Linked DNA regions of Gossypium hirsutum: region 1 is linked to region 2. A link is a contact called in public Hi-C data. All regions are on one chromosome and are shown on one strand. The core of a region is the stretch at or near the end of the contact, and the rest is flanking DNA. Distances in the headings are between cores, read along the strand shown. Region 1 has its middle 13 kb from the start of LOC107928035. Region 2 has its middle 56 kb from the start of LOC107928035.

The links. A called contact is a pair of places that touch in the nucleus more often than the background predicts.
Region 1: a Hi-C map of leaf shows a contact between it and region 2, with 3 times the contacts expected there. The contact joins two enhancer-like sites. A contact is called at or near these places in 5 of 34 Hi-C or Micro-C datasets (all in leaf).

Annotation. Positions count from the first base shown.
Region 1 is chrA06:123,924,257-123,926,956 of Gossypium_hirsutum_v2.1, forward strand. No RefSeq gene overlaps it. Among protein-coding and RNA genes, the nearest start is that of LOC107928035, 13 kb to the right of the region's middle. Within about 2 kb of position 1,450, at least 8 of the 9 cell types and tissues checked have an H3K27ac peak or open chromatin away from gene starts, as enhancers often do. A contact at or near this core is called in leaf, where this site is marked.
Region 2 is chrA06:123,881,383-123,884,082 of Gossypium_hirsutum_v2.1, forward strand. No RefSeq gene overlaps it. Among protein-coding and RNA genes, the nearest start is that of LOC107928035, 56 kb to the right of the region's middle. Within about 2 kb of position 1,304, at least 3 of the 9 cell types and tissues checked have an H3K27ac peak or open chromatin away from gene starts, as enhancers often do. A contact at or near this core is called in leaf, where this site is marked.

The DNA of each region.
Region 1 (2,700 bases), core at 200-2,699, 43 kb after region 2:
ATATTACATCCAATAAGTTAGGACGCACTATTTTAAGACATTTGAGACTAAGTTAACCATTTTTGAAAATCCCTATCTTGAGACGTCAAAACGTCATAACCAGTAAGTTTGGACACAACGCTTTGAAATTTCAAGACAGCTGCTCATATTTTGAAATCCTTTTTTTAAAAAATTTAGAAAGGTGCTTAACTATTTGAACTCAATGAGAAAAGTGGCAACCCAGTAAGTTAGGGCACTACCTTTCTCAAAGTTTCCAAACATCAAGCATTGCTTTTATTTTTATGAAACTTTTAAATATTGTTTTAAATGACCTTTTAGAGTGACAATTCTGTATTACAAAACATAGATATTCAAATAACGTATACTACAAAATATTATAACACTTTATACAAATGCAATCACTATATATAGAGGGCAAAATAGAATAATAAAAATAATCATGCTAAGCAAATAGGAATATACCCAAAAAGAAAACATAATAAATGCACTAATTATACAATATATCATAAATAAAACATTAGATAATAAATATAAAAAACATGGTAAATATTAATGTGTAAAATATGTATGAGTAAAAATAGATGACATGCAAGAAAATGGATAAATAAAATCTACGTATAAAATATACAATCCAATAATTTAATGTACACATGAATGGATTAATAAATGAAATGATGCATATAATACAATATATCAATGTACATATTCATAAAATATAACATCAAATTAAAAAAAATTAACATTCAATACATAAATGATATATACAATATAAAAAATATATAAAAGAATTAGTATAAATAATAAAATGAATAATATAAAACATAAATAATATAATAGATAATATACGATATACATAATATATAATATATAATAAAAAAATAATATAATAAGTAATATATATAAAAAATGTAATAAATAAAATAAAATATAAATATATATAGGAAAATAATATATGATAAATAAACATTTTATATAAACATATCAATAGTATTTTTTAATAAAAATATATACATAGATTTTAAAATGAATAAATTATATGTAAAAAATAACAAAATTTAAAATAATAAAGAAAAGGAGTAAAATTAAATTTAAATGAAACTATAAGGCTAATTTAAAAAATGAAATAAATTTAATTTTAAAAAATAAAAAAAACTGGAAACGGAAAAGGACTAAAAGGATAAATATCCCTTTAGCCGAAGAAAACACGCGGATCTCTAAATGGACCGGGTCGGGTAATCGGGTTGGCCCCAAAACGACGTCGTTTTTGGGCCCTTCTGCACACTACGAAACGGCATCGTATAGGGGTGCTTTAAAAACCAATTTTCTTTCAAAAACTTTCATTTTCACCTCCTAAAAAAAAATCAAGAAAAATGCTCTTAAAAGCCTGCCTGCCCTCTGAGCTCCGATCGAACTCTGATCATCGGGCTTCGCCGTCCTCTGTCGTCTCCGCCACCGTTCACGATGGTCAGAGTTCCCAAAAGCGAGTTTTACGCTCCTTAAAGCTTCCCAAAGCCTAATCCGACGGTGATATTCCCTTTCCTTTCTATTTTAAAAGCGCCTTTTGCCTCAAAAACGATTCAAATCTTCGAAATAAAAAAAATAGAAAAGAGAACGAAAAGTAATCTCTGAAAATCACCTTAGATCTAATTTTATTCCTGGTATATGTGTAATACCCGTGTCTGTTTTACACTGTTTTTTGGGTAAAAAAAAAACCCCCCTTTACAATGCTTTCCTTCGGCTTTTATAGCCTTATACAGTATTTTTTACAGATTTCTATTTCATTTCTTGCTATGTTTGTTTCGTTTCTGCTGCTTTTCTTTCTCCTTTTGCAGGTGTTCGTGAGAATGATGGCGAGTACTCTGACTTTGATACGTGCGCCAATCTCGGCGCGATTCAGAACTAGAGTCATGGCGCTGATGGGGGCTACTGGAATGGCGCGATTTGAAAAGGCGCGTCGTTTGGGATGGTTGCTGTGTGAATTCTGGAACCTTTCTTTTGCGGCGCTAAAAGGTGCAGAAAACCCTAGGGTTCCCAAATTTGAAAGCAGATTTGGACCATCGGGCCACATAGTTTATTGGGTCTGATTTGTTTGGGCCGACTTAATTTATGTATTGGGTTTTGTGTGCTTCTGGGTCGAGGGTGTAAATGGGTCTATTGGGTAGGTTTAGGCATTTGGGCTGTTTATTGTAACTGGACTTTAAATTCTCACGAGCCCGGGCAGATTTGGGCTACTACAGTTATATATCTAAATATGAGTTTTAAGTTATGATATTTAAAATATTTATTAAATACAATGAAAATTTTAAGAAAAAAACATTTCAACATTTCCATGGTATATTGATAAGTTTGGAATTTAATTATACCAAAATCAATGCTAAATTATCTACATATATCGTAGTTGGTTTGACAAATGCTTACCCTTAATTCAAAGCCAATTTAATTTTAACTTTACTCAATCATGAGCTCGACTTTCTCTTCATTTACATGCAAAGATCAATCAGATGAAGAGGAAAAAATATTTTAAACTCATAATCCAGCAGCCATTAGTAATAGATAACAACTTGTTCTTGACAATGATCATTTAACAAATACTAATCCTTAATTGAGAGCTAAATTAATAATGTTGATTTTACTAAATTATGAGTCTAGTTTTCCTTTCATTGGCATGCAATCATTAGTTGATGAAGAGATAAAAATTAG
Region 2 (2,700 bases), core at 54-2,553:
TTGACGATCGGTTCAAGCGAGGGGTGTTACAACTTTAGTCTCTGAACTTGGGTTTGGCCTAATCCATATTAAAGATAAATATAATATTAACCAAGTCTAGGGTAAATTCACATTATTTTATTAAGAATTGCATTTTATTAAACTCCAACTCAAGGCCCACTAATCTTCCAATAATAATACATAAAATCATGGATTCATGCTTCATTCAAACAATTCATCATAGAAATAGCATACTTTACATGCGATCATTTTTTTTTCAAAATCAAATCAATTACCATTTCGAAAATACTTAGATCTCACCCTTTTTTTAATGCATATTAGTGATGCATAAGAATCTCGAACATCATAAATATTTATAGCATTAGGATACGGGCAGTAAGACGACAATAAAAGCAGGCACATGATATGTTTATGGGAGCATGACATAGGGTGTGGACAACATCCCAGTACAAAAATATCCTTAAGATTGTTGACAAATATTGCATCAAGTTAACAAACCAAGAATACGAGTTGAACAGATTAAGAGGTGTTGAACATTGTCCTTAAAGATATTTGGTTGTAGCATATCCCCCAAGATTTCAAAAGCTCTTCTATTATAAAACAAGAACAAAAGTCAATAATAGATCACAACAAAAAAAATACTCAACAATCTCTTAAGGATGGAAAGGATGAGTGAGAGGAGAAGAAAATAGTTCTTGAAGTGCATTTAGAATGAGTCATGATATTTATAGGACATTTATTGGCTACAAATACCAAAAGTAAGCGAATTGACTTTGCTAAAAATATATTGAAATGTTTTGATAAATCTAGACATGGCTAAATATAGAATCAATCGATAAAGCTATTTTTAGTTTGACAAAATATGTGTTAGTAATTAAGTAATTTACTTTTCTTGAACTCTAAAAAATTCAATAAAAAATAATTTCAAAAACAAAAAGGCTGACGCCGCAATATATCATGCGCAGGGAAATCCACCAATTTACATTACATTGGCCATTTAGGCTTAGCTCTAATTCGCGTGAGTTCATCCTCTCAATTTGGTTTTTACTAGAACAATTAAGTCTAATAATTTACAAACAAATATCTCAAGGTCTTTTTTTTAAGAATGGAAGATTTGATTTTTTTTATTTATTTTAAATATTTCAAATTTCTAACACTAGTTGTCAAAAGAAATCATATAATTGGTGAGCCTGCTATTGAAGAAGTTAAGGACTTTGAGGCCCCCACAATTCTTTAGGGTCCAAGCCCGCTTATTAGAGCCTTAGGCTTATTTTATTTGGGCTAATATAATAATCGTAAAATCATGGTTGAGATGAAGGATTGTTATCCGAAAGAATGGATCCTTTACATTGGAGAATAGGTTTGGGTCGTATGGCAATTGGCTTCCACATATGCAGCTAAGACCATGTGCCTGCGAATTTAGTAATGGTATTAACTACAATCGGTGATGTTTGATTTAGATAGAATTAATTGGTCAAACCGAGAATTAGATGAAGTATTAGTTTAAAAATTGAGTTAGATCGGTTGATTCATAAATTACATATATATCTAATCGTAAGTTTTAAAGTATAATCCTTAAAAGATTTATTAAATACAATTATGAAAATTTTAGGAAAAAAAAACATTAAACATTTCCATGTCACATTGATAAATTTGGAATTTAATTATACCAAAATCCATCCTAAATAATTTACATATATCAACCTTAACAAATGCTTACCCTTAATTGAAACCCAGTTTAATATTGACTAAATTACTAGATCATGAATCTAGCTTTCTCTTCATTTACAGGCAATCATCAATCAACCAAGCAATGATGATAGAGAAAAAAAATCTAAGCTCGTAATCCAGTAAAGTTGACGTATAGGGTTATTAGCAATAGACAACAACTTGTATTCTTTAATGATAAATCCTTAATTAAGAGCCAAGTTAATGTCAACTTTGTTGAATTATGAGTTTAATGTTCTTTACATTTGTATGCAATCATTAGCTGATGAAGAGATAAAAACTAGATTCATAATCCAACAAAGTCTGACATTATAGGGCTATTAGCAATGGACAACAACTTGTACTTGCCAATGATCAATCAACACATATTGATCCCTAATTGAGAGCCAAGTTAATGTTGACTTTGCTGAATTATGAGTTTAGTTTTCCTTTTATTTACAAGCAACTGTCAATTTGACCAAATAAGATGAAGAGATAAAAATTAGACTCATAATGTAACAAAGTCAACATTAAAGTGCTTTTAGCAGTAGACAACAACTTGTATTAGCCAAAACTAGATGAACCGATACTAATTAATTAATCGTTTATAATCAATTTCGAGTTATCTAGTTGGTTCACTAAAAAAATGCTCATCCATAATTGAGAGCTAAATTAATATCAATTTTGCTAAATTATGAGTCTGGCTTTCCTTTTATTTGCATGCAATGATCAATTGACCAAGCAATAATGAAAACTAAACTCATAATCTAGCAAAATTCACATTACAGCTAATATTATTGGCGAATGGCGACCATTCCATATTTCTATATTTTTCAAAGGGGATGATGAGAGAGATAAGAGGTAAATGTATTTATAGGCTTCAAAGCCTATTCAAATTCTTGGAGAAAGGAAAATCATCAATAATAAACAATTACGTATTAATTACGTATGCAAATAGACAATTTTTCCCCAAGAGAAAATTACTTGGTAATT